Linked DNA regions of Ovis aries: region 2 is linked to region 1. A link is a contact called in public Hi-C data. All regions are on one chromosome and are shown on one strand. Each heading gives the region's core, a stretch centred on a gene start, on an enhancer-like site or on the middle of the called end of the contact. The rest is flanking DNA. Distances are from core to core; before and after follow the strand shown.

What was found. A called contact is a pair of places that touch in the nucleus more often than the background predicts.
Region 2: a contact with region 1 is called in a Hi-C map of liver, with 5 times the contacts expected there. The contact joins the promoter of HSD17B7 here to the promoter of UHMK1 in region 1. A contact is called at or near these places in 3 of 16 Hi-C or Micro-C datasets (blood and liver).

The regions. Positions count from the first base shown.
Region 1 is chr1:114,016,120-114,022,899 of ARS-UI_Ramb_v3.0, reverse strand. UHMK1 (U2AF homology motif kinase 1) reads right to left here and starts at 3,538. Exons shown (of 7, transcript XM_060403385.1): 1 at 3,100-3,538; 2 at 1,529-1,821. The coding sequence starts at 3,367. It overlaps LOC132658260 (a long non-coding RNA gene), which reads left to right and starts at 4,140. Exons shown (of 3, transcript XR_009597626.1): 1 at 4,140-4,310. TRNAC-GCA (transfer RNA cysteine (anticodon GCA)) reads right to left here and starts at 1,429; the gene lies at 1,357-1,429.
Region 2 is chr1:114,353,194-114,360,094 of ARS-UI_Ramb_v3.0, reverse strand. It overlaps HSD17B7 (hydroxysteroid 17-beta dehydrogenase 7), which reads right to left and starts at 5,425. Exons shown (of 10, transcript XM_042257093.1): 1 at 5,312-5,425; 2 at 2,534-2,737; 3 at 1,281-1,373. The coding sequence starts at 5,346.

The DNA.
Region 1 (6,780 bases), core at 2,289-4,788:
TCAGTTGGAACTTAGAACCCATGTTCTCAAGCAAACAATGTTATGAGCAGCAGTCACTTTCTCAGGACAGTTCATGTACAGAGCACAAACAGGAAGCAGCGTGGAGCCGTCGGCAGAACACTGGCCTTCTGACTACGAGGGGCAGAATTTGGTCCAGAACATCCAGTTGTATGACCTTGAGTTAGTGGTTTTACATATTCGTGCCCCCAGGTTTTCACGTGTAAATAACTAATATCCATTCTAACAATCCTCACAGAGTACTACTGTATTAGTAATATTTTAGAATGTAATACAATTACTTTACTGAACAAACCACTTTTACTTCCTCAGGAAAAGGCATTCATTCAAACACTTTATCAAGCACTTACAACATGCCAGGCCTCAGCTAAAAACAGTGAGCATGCAATGCTCCCTAGCGCATCTGTAGCTATGGGACTGAGGAGTAAGCAGCATTAAAGGTAGTAAGGGGAATATGGAGGAGATAAAGCAATCAGAGTCCTCAACGAAAATCATTATAAACTGAGTACTCTTACACTGGGATTAAGGACCTGAAAGCAAAACACTGGTTCAGTTTACCTTCCATTCCTGAGATCTGACTGTATGTTTCAATTTCATTCCTGAGAACATTTCCAGTAAAATGATTCCTAGGCTCCACAGATCAACAGCTGAGGTACATTCTGTATCACTCTGCAGGCCAGCCTGGGCCAAGCAATTCTGCAGTTCTGCTTCCGGAGCCCGATACCCGTCTGTCTGAATATACTTTACATCCTGAAGAAAATGAGTAAGTATTATAACCAATCAAAAACTGCCCACCTTCCATCCATCTCTACAGTGTATTTACCTCTCAGAATGTGTGATAAGCCAATGTCACACTGAATGGCAGAATTTTTAGTCCTTGGCGATCATAATTCTTTGGTTCATTAACTGGATAGTTCTCAAAGGCAAGCTGCACACTTTCCATACAACTGCTCATTTCTTTAGATACTCTCTTGCCTGTGAGGCACTGCTGAAAAATAAGGACACTCTGCAAAGAGCAGATAAACTATGGAAAATGGACCATTTGCCAGAACTATCACGTGAGTTCTTCCATTAGAGTCCCAACATGAAAACATCAGTAACAGTAATTCAACAATTAACCAAACACTCAAAGAAAAATAGTGTTCTATGTAAAGTACTTTTAAAAATTTCAGAGCCCTCTTGTATTAGCTCTCTCCTACCTGACTCAAACATGTGTGTTAGACGCTCAGTCGTGTCCGTCTTTTTGCAACCCCATGGACTGTAGCCTGCCAGCCTCTGTGCATGGAATTTTCCAGACAAGAATACTGAAGTGGGTAGCCATTCCCTTCTCCAGGGGATCTTCCTGACCCAGGAATTGAACCTGGGTCTTCTGCATTGCAGGCAGATGCTTTACCATCTGAGCCATCAGGGAAGCCCCAAATATCTCTTAAGTCTCTACTAAATCACCTCTGTTATTTAAAAATATTTGTTTTAGACCACTGAGGGGCTGGGGAGAGAAAGTATGTCTTACCTGATTGCCTTCTTTGAAGCTAAGTCCAAAGTCAATGAGTTTAAAACATTCATTCTCGGCACTCCACAATATGTTACGTGGCTTGAGGTCTGCGTGGACATAACCCTCATGATGAAGAAAAGCAAGGGCCTCTAGAACATCTCTGGCACAATGCTGTATCATCCACATGGAACAACCCTGGTGACTGGAATATAAAAGCAATTCCGAAACACTGACATCCAGGAGTTCAAGCAACAGACAGCGTGATGGCACATTTGGAGAGAAGTGGATTGTGAAGACTCCATACAAAGTCACTAAAAAAGAAATTAATTACAATACTTTAAAAACCAGACTCAGAATAAGTGACTATTAAAGTAGATAAAAATTGGGGGTAGTCTAGATAAGGATAACTTTAATGAGCAAGCCACTGGAATTTATTCCAACCATGAGTAAGATTTTTGGGCAACTCGGTTATTTTAACAAAATGAGATGACCTTCAGCAGCAGATTACTACTAAAAGATATTAGATATGACATAATAATTCAAACTGTGTTTCCCAAGCACTCAGTGATGGGTGAATATGCACTTGGGTGCCAAGCAAAACTGATCAGAAGAAAAATCCAAATACTAAGTACTCTTAACAAAATGTCACAACATGCAAAATCAAAACTGAAGATCCTTTCCTGATTCAGAATAGCACTCTATTAATATTAAAAGAAAAGATTAAGATAGTCAAGATGACATTTTAACAATCTTGTAGAGATTCATCAAGTCCTTAAGCCAAAAAAATTCCCTCCTAAATAGCCAGGTTATATACACCATTTAGCAACCCTTGAAAAAGAAAAGGGGGAAAAAAAAGCAACACTAGTATTAAGACATTCTTCTTTAAATGGCAGTATTAAAGAGGTCACTCTTCAAATTAAATATGGATCATGTTTGCCAGCAAGTAAGACCATTTATAAAGCCATAACTAATTATAAGCTCTCCGTTGGTATAATAAGAATGAAAACTGTTTTTGTAAATCAATCACCAGTAATCATTATATATCTTACATTCTAAATATCTGAATGATGAAACATGGTCTTACCTGGCTAAAAGTATAAAGTGTACACGTATAATTTTCACACTTCCATACGAACATCTATGTAAAATTTAGGAGTCATTTCTCCCAAATCCATACCAAATATGTATCAAGAACAACCTATACGAGTTATTAGTATTGACGTCACAAGTACAAGAAATATTTCCCATTTTTCACTGGTGTGCAAAGATTCAAAAATTTCCGTACAAGAGATGACAATTTACCAAAGATACACCTCCTTTCACTTGAGAAGACAATTCTCTGTGCAACATTCTCTAGTGAGAACTGAAGCAAAACAGAATTTACTGAGCATCTACTACGAGCAAAGCAGACCATCTTCCCCGTACTGCAGAGTGAAAGGGGGATGGGAAACGGCCTTGTACCGGTGATGGGCACAGGGCGAGCCCCACTTCTCCAGCCTAAAATACGGGAGACGGAACGCCAGGCTGAAAGAGACAGCACGCTAAAACTGGGACCTGGGCAAGACAAGAAGGGAGACAGCGGCAATTACCGATGTTCCTGTGACCCTGCAACTGCTCCAGCGCCGCCCTCTCTTTGCGGAAACCATACTCGGCGGCCGAGGCCGCAGCCCCGGTGGTTCCTGGAGGTAGGAACTGCTTCAGCGCTCCTGGGGGCGAGCCGGGTGTGCCGCAGCAACGCACCCGATACACCGAGGCCGAGGAGCCGCTACCCAGGCGGCTCTGTACCTGCCACAGCCGTCCGAAGGCTTCCAGAAACCGCGGCGGCTCCGCGCCCCACGCGCAGCCGGATCCCGCCATCGGTGCGGACTGAGGGGGCTGACACGGAGCTGACTCGACGCCCGGGGCAGGCCGGCAGGGCCTGCGGTCACATCCCCGCCCGCCGGACCAGCGGCTCCGCAGGGACGGGCCTGCAGCCGCCTCACCGACTGCCGGGACCTCACGCCGCCATGACACCGGAAACCGCCTCCTGGGGCGGGGTGGGGAGGGAGGTCCCAGAAGCCGGAAATAGAGGAAGAGCCAATCCTGTCGGCTGAAGGAGGCGGGCCTGGGGAGGGCGGGCTTCCTAGTGGCTCAGACGGTAAAGCATCTGCTTACCTGGGATGCAGGAGACCTGGGTTCGATCCTCGGGTCCGGAAGATCCCCTGGAGAAGAAAATGGCAAACCACTCCAGTACTCTCGCCTGGAAAAGCCCATGGCCAGAGGAGCTTAATAGGCTACAGTCCATGGGGTCGCAAAGAGCAGGACACGACTGAGCGACTTCACTTTCACTAAGAAGAAATGCAGGAAAGCTTGCTTTTGATAGGGACAGAGTAAAGGGACAAAGTAGGTGATTAAATAGTGACTCTCCCTATGGGATTGTAAGTAGAAAAAATATGGGAGACCCTTGTAAATTAAAGATTATCCAAGAAAACAAGTTTGCTTAGCCGCAAAACCAGGCAGGCTTGCTTAGTAACAAAACCATGCAACAGAAGCGTGAGACATGCCCCCAAGCAATAAAACAATGGTGGCGTGAGACCCACATCCTGCCCAATGAGCTCAGTAAGTTAATGATCTATAGGATATGCTCTCTGAACACATGAAAAACACTAATTTGTGGACCTAACTTGTCCATGTAGGGATAAAAAAACTCCCCTGCGGAACCTGGAGGAGAAGCTGCTGAGAGAAGCATGACATCTACTCAAGAATGAACAAGAAGTTCTCCCCATCCCTGCTTTTCCTTTCATTATGAAACCGTAGTGCAGTAAGTTCTTGGGGCGAAGCATTTCTTGCCTGTCTGCTTGTAAGCTTTACAAGCGTCCTGTTCTGATAAATCACTTCTTATCTGTCACTTTGCCTCTCACTGAATTCTTTGCTGCATTGAGACATAAACGACTGTGTTACCAGAGCTCTTTGGAGCCCTGGAAATGACACCAAATGGTTTTACCTTCTCCTTCTGCTCTCCATTGTGTGAGGGCACAACAAGAAGTTGGAAGTTTGTAAAACAAGAAGAGAGTTTCATTAAGAACCGGACTATGCTGGTATCCTGATCTCAGACTTCCAGCTTCCAGAATCATGAGAATATAAATTGTTATTTAAGCCACCCAGTCTCAAGTAATTTGTTATAGCAGCTTGAGCTAAGGAACAATGATTATCATAAACTTTGGGCCACCCAAGTATTCCTGTAATAGAACCCATTTCTTCCGATATTTCAAGAGACTTTGTTCTCATTGCCTTGTTCTACAGCTAGGCTAGGTGGACCATTTTGGTGGTCTGTCATGACATTTACCATCTTTTCAATACCCACATCCTCTCTAATGTCAGAAGCAGCTCTAGGAGGAGGCAGAGCCAGGGCCTTTGACTGGTGCTTTTCCTGTGGGTCTGGAGGCCACACCCTGGCTTCAGAGTCAGACTTAATTTCAATCTACCATTTAATTGTCTATGCAACTCTAAGTAAACTAACTGAACTCTCTTAGACATAGTTTCTTTGGCTAATTTGAAGACAGGATGGAATATCTGCCTTGCTTTACCATCTGAGCCAGCAGGGAAAGCCATCTGCCATGCTATAATTAAATAAAATAACAAAAGTAGATTATCTCATGGAGTACTTGACACACAGTAGGTGGGATCTCAATAAGATTTGCTTATTTTTATGATTCTACACTTGGACTTAGAGTGACCAATAGAACCTTTCTCATCATGACTCCTTCTCGGTGGACTGCAAAGCTCCTACAGATGACTAACTGTGTTTCTTGGCACTACCTCTAAACATTTCCTCCATGTATTCTGTCCCCTTGTGGTATCTAAAGGACCCGAATCACACTTCTTTTCCTGTCAAGGTTACTGCCCTTCAGATGGAGGAGGATAATGTGGTGCAGGGTTCATTCTGCAGATATTTTTTGGAAAGTCGGTGTGAGCCAGCTATGACAGGGAATTCCTTCACCTCCAAAAGTCTGAAATCTTAGTGTCCTGGAGGCTATTGATGACTCACATGATCTGGGAGAAAGTTAAATTTAGAGGGTGCATTGGTGCCCTCTGTTGTTACAATGGAGAAACTACAGCCTCTGAGGCCCTAGAGCTATGTCACAAAAACTGCAGAAATAGTCTCCCAAACTCAGAGTAAAACAGAGATAGAGTTTTGTTTTTTTGTTTTTTTTTTTTATCCCCCCAGGTTGTAAAACAGGTGGCTGAGAAGAACAACTGATTCACCCACTGCGTCTGATCCCAGGAGCACTGTCCTTGGCCAAATGGCACAGAAAGCTAGGCAGGTTCACTGATGCTGGAGCTGCAGCAACAGAGTCCAAGGAAGGGTAGAATGACTTGGGGGAAAAAACTAATCTGTGATCAAAAAGGAGAGATTGTTTTGAGAAAATATGGACACTAAACTTTATAGAGGACTTATTGTGAGCTGTTACGTCATGAGGGCTCTTTGATAAACAATAGCTCTTCAAAAACTGTACAAAATTACTGCTTCCTATCTACAACCCTATATCACCCTTTGCAGTTATCTTCTCAAAGGTGGCATGGTAAAACTTAACAGACATGGTTTTTCCTTCAAACTACTTTGGGATTGAAAATCCAAAAGAACAAATTGAAGGGATATAAAAGGAGAGAGTAGCTCAGCTATGCCTATGGTTCAGTTCAGTTCAGTCACTCAGTCGTGTCTGACTCTTTGCAACTCCATGAATGGCAGCACGCCAGGCCTCCCTGTCCATCACCAACTCCTGGAGTTCACTCAGACTCACATCCATTGAGTCAGTGATGCCATCCAGCCATCTCATCCTCTGTCGTCCCCTTCTCCTTCTGCCCCCAATCCCTCCCAGCATCATTTTCCAATAAGTCATCTCTTCGCATGAGGTGGCCAAAGTACTGGAGTTTCAGCTTCAGCATCATTCCCTCCAAAGAAATCCCAGGGCTGATCTCCTTGCAGTCCAAGGGACTCTCAGGAGTCTTCTCCAACACCACAGTTCAAAAGCATCAATTCTTTGGCACTCAGCTTAGTTCACAGTCCAAGTCTCACATCCATACACGACCACTGGAAAAACCATAGCCTTGACTAGACGGACCTTAGTTGGCAAAGTAATGTCTCTGCTTTTGAATATGCTATCTAGGTTGGTCATAACTTTTCTCCCAAGGAGCAAGTGTCTTTTAATTTCATGGCTGCAGTCACCATCTGCAGTGATTTTGGAGCCCCCAAAAAATAAAGTCTGACACTGTTTCCACTGTTTCCCCAT
Region 2 (6,901 bases), core at 4,176-6,675, 340 kb before region 1:
TGAGAAATGCTGGAGTGGAAGAAACACAAGCTGGAATCAAGATTGCCGGGAGAAATATCAATAACCTCAGATATGCAGATGACACCACCCTTATGGCAGAAAGTGAAGAGGAACTAAAAAGCCTCTTGATGAAAGTGAAGGAGGAGAGTGAAAAAGTTGGCTTAAAGCTCAACATTCAGAAAACGAAGATCATGGCATGTGGTCACGTCACTTTATAGGAAATAGATGGGGAAACAGTGGAAGCAGTGTCAGACTTTATTTTTTTGGGCTCCCAAATCACTGCAGATGGTGATTGCAGCCATGAAATTAAAAGACGCTTACTCCTTGGAAGAAAAGTTATGACCAACCTAGATAGTATATTCAAAAGCAGAGACATTACTTTGCCAACAAAGATCCGTCTAGTCAAGGCTATGGTTTTTCCAGTGGTCATGTATGGATGTGAGAGTTGGACGGTGAAGAAAGTTGAGAGCCAAAGAATTGATGCTTTTGAACTGTGGTGTTGGAGAAGACTCCTGAGAGACCCTTGGACTGCAAGGAGATCCAACCAGTCCATTCTGAAGGAGATCAGCCCTGGGATTTCTTTGGAAGGAATGATGCTGAAGCTGAAGCTCAGTACTTTGGCCACCTCATGAGAAGAGTTGACTCATTGGAAAAGACTCTGATGCTGGGAGGGATTGGGGGCAGGAGGAGAAGGGGACGACAGAGGATGAGATGGCTAGATGGCATCACTGACTCGATGGACGTGAGTTTGAGTAAACTCCAGGAGATGGTGATGGACAGGGAGGCCTGGTGTGCTGTGACTCATGGGGTCGCAAAGAGTTGGACACGACTGAGCGACTGAACTGAACTGAATATGTATTGAGAATCTCCCAGGAAGGTATTTAGCCCTGTACATGTCCTTAGCCTACTGGTCAGAGTACCTAACACATGGCTGAGAAATGCTGCTCAAGTTGCCTTCCTGGATATTAGAGTCTCACTGACAACTCTGCCTAGCTCTGAAATGTTCTCATGGACACAGTGAGGCAGGCCAAAACTGACCTGCCACAACATGCAACATCCTTGGAATATCCGCGGACCAAGAACACAGAATCATGACTTGCTACGTTTCTCACAAAGACAAAAACACGTTTCGCGACACGGCTGCAACACGCACTTTCTGTCTTCATTCTTCTCCACACCCGCTCACCCCCTCAACTTAATGGACTGACGGCAAAACTAGGCAAAAAATAAATCAACAAACACCTTCCTTCCAATCAGTTAATCTAGAAGATAGACATTACCTTGAAAAGAGACCACGAAAAAGTGCTTTGATATTCAGCTGTGGATTAGGCATGATCCCAGCATTTAGATATACATAGTCTAATCTCTGAAACCTGCAAGTAAAATCAAGAAAGAAGATTGTTAGCTGTCTCTTAGAGCAGTTAGAATAAAGAAGGTCCATGAAGGACAGAAAGCACAAAAAAGAAGACCGTAGCAAGCTAAGGCACCAGTACTACCTTCTCAACATTTTTTATTTAGCCTGGTAAATATTTGAGTATTCTTTTTTTGATGGTGGCCTCAAACAGAATTTGAAGAGCTGTAATGGGTTTTGAAGTCAAATCTTCTCTGATCAATATTCCTTCCAGCTTAGTCCTCCCAATAAGGTACCACAGTGACTCTATTAAACCCACACTCCCTCTGGTCTTAGAAACGTTTTTGCTTAAAAAAAAAAAACACTCACATCTTGCCTCTTTGACAAGTAAAATTTGTATAATCTGATCCATTAATGCTGGAATCTGAACACCAAGATATCCACTAGAGCAGGGAACACAAGTAATACAAATGGCTATCAAACATAAATGAAATACAATATATTATTCTTCAGCCAATTCTTTTACCAAGAACGTTTTCCTTATATATACTGAAGTTCATTTTACTGTCCATGGAAATAAAGAAGCTCTTGCTTATTAAGGGCCTAAATTACAAAAATGTAATTAATAGTTTATTAATTAAACTAATTATTATTCACTCCTCTTAGAAGAAAAAAAACATGTCTCTCCAGAAAAATGCATTGTGTAGCTATATGCAATTTATTGTACATTTTTTGAGAAGTTATATATCTAAGGACTCTAGCCCTTCAGATACTAAACATTTATCAAACGTCTATTGTATGCCAATTACTGTCAGTATGAACAAAGTTTAAGTGAGTGGCCTGGGGAAATTTCTTTACTTGTCAATACCTGCCTCACATACTTAATGAAGTTTTTTTATGTGAAGCAAAGATGCAAAAAATGTATTTAAACATCAAAGGAGTTACACTAACCTAAGACTTTACAACTGAATGCATGTCAAAATATGCTCATAAATTAATCTTCATGGAATGGTCATGATTGTGATTAAGAATGAAAATAATATGTTACTCTACAGATTCCCTCAGTGTAACTTCTTTTTACACTGCACCTGTTTCTTTTATAGATTTTCCCATCCCTTCTTATTCTATTAGCTGTTGCACTGCACAATCGCATGAGAAAAAAGCCATCAATAAGACGCAGACCTTTGCTTGAGCTCCTTGGTGGCCTGGAACACCGACGGCAGGCTGCTGACATCCACCTGCACAATAGAGACCTCAGCAGTGGGGTGGGAGGCCAGCAGAGAGGTGCGGACAGCTTCTGCTTTGCTCATGCTCCTGCACGCCAAGCACAGGTGAAGCGCATCATCTTCTTCCAGCAACCGCCTGCAGAGGGCTAGGCCCACGCCACTGAGAGGACAATTCAGATATCGAACATGCATTAAATGAGATGGTGCCAAATAGAGGCAACTTCTCTCTGGCTCAGAAGACTGATTTTGTCAACTTGAGCCCCAAACAGGTAGACAGAAAGCACTCAAAAACTATGTAAAGAAGTGGGGAACCCTCCAACTCTAATAGTCACTGGCTCACGATGTTGTCCAGCTTGTGTTTCTTTCATTTTGCAAAAGCTCAATGACCTGAATAACTGCAAATCAGAATTGCCCTTTAGCATTTAAGACAGAGTTTATCCTGTCAGTGGTTTTCATTTTATGCTGATCATGACACTCATGAAAGTGATTCAATACATCATCAGCAAGTGCTAAAAAGAGCATCTCAGCGTTTAGCAGTGTGCCTGTTTTACTCTACTGTCTAGGTTTCTCAAAGGCAAGGGCTCTTCTATCAGTTGGTATGAGGGCCACTATCAGCAGCACCAGAAATTCCTAATTTAAGGAATGGGTGACTCTTTCAGGGTAAGGTATAAGCAAATGGCAGGAGAGACAAGTCCCTCTCAACTACTAGGACTGAATAACCAACAGGAAGATGATTAAGTAGAAGATAGGGAAAGGAAATATAAGATGGCTACACAAAAAGAGAAGTAGGGATGAATGCGTGCTTCATGCTTAGTCACTCAGTCGTGTCTGACTCTTGGCGACCCTATGGATTGTTGCCCACTAGGCTGCAGATGGTGACTGCAGCCATGAAATTAAAAGACGCTTACTCCTTGGAAGAAAAGTTATGACCAGCTTAGATAGCATGTTGAAAAGCAGAGACATTTGCCAACAAAGGTCCATCTAGTCAAGGCTATGGTTTTCCAGTGGTCATGTATGGATGTGAGAGTTGGACAGTGAAGAAAGCTGAGCACCGAAGAATTGATGCTTTTGAACTGTGGTGTTGGAGAAGACTCCTGAGAGTCCCTTGGACTGCAAGGAGATCCAACCAGTCCATTCTAAAGGAGATCAGCCCTGGGATTTCTTTTGGAAGGAATGATGCTCAAGCTGAAACTCCAGTACTCTGGCCACCTAATGGGAAGAATTGACTCATTGGAAAACACTGATCCTGAGAGGTACTAGGGGCAGGAGGAAAAGGGGACAACAGAGGATGAGATGGCTGGATGGCATCACCAACTCAAAGGATGTGAGTTTGCGTGAACTCTGGGAGTTGGCGATGGATAGGGAGGCCTGGTGTGCTGCGATTCATGAGGTCGAAAAGAGTCGGACACGACTAAGCGACTGAACTGAACTGAACTGAGGCTCCTCCTCTGTCTATGGAATTTTCCAGGCAAGAACACTGGAGAGGGTTGCCATTTCCTCCTCCAGGGGATCTTCCCCAGGCAGGGATGAGTACATGTGTCAATTACCTCCTTCAGAAAGAGCATTGTGAAACCACACAGTAGATGGGGAGAGGGGTCGGATCAGGTTGGCTGATAACAGTGAAACCCTAGGTAAGTGGGCTTTTTCTAAGACTTTAAAGCTGATTCCAGGCAAAGAGCCTAGCACCATGAATAAACCATAGTTATGTTTATTCATCCCCACTTGAGAATAGGCCTTTACTATAAATATACAATTGCACCTATCACAATATTTGTAAAAGGAACAAACACAAAATCAAGCCTGATTTATTTAAGCACATCAACATAGAAAGCACCACACTGGTTGTTAAAGTTATTCAGGTGAGGGCATGTTAAAATTCTGCCCATCACAAGACACCTGCCGGGTTTGTCTTTTAACATGGACAGGTCTAGATAACTGAAAGCTGAACTAATTTTAAATGTCGTTTAACATAACCTCAGTCTTAATCCACCCGTCCCTCCCCCACAAAACGCCTCAATTAGAAAATTGGTTTGGTTAGTTTCATCCTTCACACACTGTTCATTGAATTACAAACGAAAAGTAAAACGGAGGCTGAATCCAAATACCCAACCCCTGGAGTAAATTACTCATCGGCAGTACGGTTACTTGCACTCCTTCCACGCCTTAACAGAAAAAAGGTACTTTTCTCTGAGTCTCTATAGAGTACTTATACTAGGTGTCTAGCACTGTGTTATATGAGATATTCTCACCCCATCCCACCCCCAACCCCCGTATTCTAACGTTCTTGGAGGCTGAAATTTATCTAGGGGCGGAAGTCTAGCACAGAAAAAAGCTGGGAGAGTACAAAATATATGGTGAACTGGTCTAATTTACCAGTGATGAGAAAGTTAAAAGTGTAAAGGGGGCGAGGTCTGAGTGGGTAGAGCCCTTTCTCTGCATACCGACAGGATCGTCACTGAGACACATCTCTTAGTGACGCTCTACTTTTTGTTTTTCGCTGTCATGTTTAATTGAAAGCACGTTACTGAGCTGCTCACGACGCCGACAGGCCTGGTACCTCGCGCACAAGGGAACCCAGGGAAAAGCCGGACAGGGTCTCGGCCCTGTCCCCACCAAGGCAGGGTCAACGACAGGAGCTCCTAGGGTCGGTCGGTGGCGGGTCCACCTGGCTCGGTACTTCCTGCTCCCTTGGACCCCAGCCCCGCCGCCTCCACTATCTCGAAGGAGGTCTCACCTGCTCGCCCCGGTGATCAAAACCACTTTCCGCATGCTTGCACACCCTGTGACCACGCGCCCCAAAGCAGGGACCCGGCAAGGTTTCCCACGTTTAGACCCGTATCCCCGCCTCGGCCACGCCCCCGGGCCGTCAATCAGGGCCCGCCGGGGCCCCGCCTCCCTTTTTCGTCATGGATTTCGCGCCGGGAGGCTCTTCCGTCGCGGCCTCCCAGCCGCTCGCAGCGCAGGAGCCCGGATGGAGTGAGATAGGCCGAGGGGCGGGGCCGCGTTGTCGCACGAGGCCCGAGCCAATCCGAGCTGTCCCTGCTCCTGGGCCTCGGAAGGTGTCCCGCCCCGCGTCCGCCCCGCGTCCGCCCCGCTGACGTGAGGCTTCTGTCGTGGTTGGGGCGTTCTCCTAGCAGTGCGCTCGGGTAGGGGAGTTGCGGCTCAAGCGGGGTGAATACCCTGGCGCCTCTGATTAGCACTTCATGGCAGGAAGACCTCAGGATATTTTCACCAGAGCTCCGTATTTTAGAGGAGAGGTTTGAGGCTAGGAAGTGAAGTTTAGAGATGATCATTACTTAGTTTTCCATCCAGGCACTGTGCCAATTAACACCCAACCTTCTGGTTCCAAAACTCCTCCTCTTCCTCTAAAAAAATCATCTTCGTGAAAATGAACACTGATTTTACTAAGAACTTTACGGAGAATCATGCATGAATTGCCAGTTTGCAAAACTTGGAATATGGTGTAGAGTAAGAGAAGCTTAGAATTCCATAGGACGTTAATGGGTCCTGTATTGTAACCCCCTATTTCAGTGTGTCTCAAATTCTTTGTGGTAAAGGACCCACTTTGTTTTTCCAAGCCACCCCAGATGGGTACTTCTGGAATAATCAATAAAAATAAATTGCTAGAAAAATTAAATAAAAAGCAAGAAGCATACAAGCCCCAATTTTTTTTTTTTAATTAAATTCAACAGATGTAAGTACTCTGCCAAACTGCCATAAAAGTTTCTGATGCTTACTTTAGGTTTCTGGATTTATTGTGGGCTAGTCATAATGTGACCATCACCAGTCTGGGTCCACAGTAAGGAATTCTACACATCTTGTATCAAACTTTGTGGAAGGTTCTTCATGACCACTTTCAAAGTTTTAATTATTTATAAACAGCAATGATCTCTGAAAGATAGAGACTGAGGTCATTTTCACTGGCTTTTGAGTAACCTGGACATTTTGATTAATTTTATATCAGTTTAGTATTAGATAAATCTTATAACAATAAAATTAGATTGAAAGAATAAACGTGATTATTAAAGATTTAATTCCTGTATCATCTATATATATATATTTTTTTTTTTTAGTGACGCTCAGCTTCTACCCATAACCCACTTACAACTATTATAAAGAAACCATGATTTAACAATATTTTCTGAAAGTTCTGCAGTAAAATTAACTCATGTTGGGCTGCACCGCTACAGTCTTGCAATCCTTGTAGCTGCCCAGTTGCTAGACCAAAGAAAGAATCCAGAGGCAGCAAAAGAGACGTCAATGATTTATTACATCTCACATATCAGAGGCACTGTCCTGGAGTGAGGCCCCACTGTGCATGGTC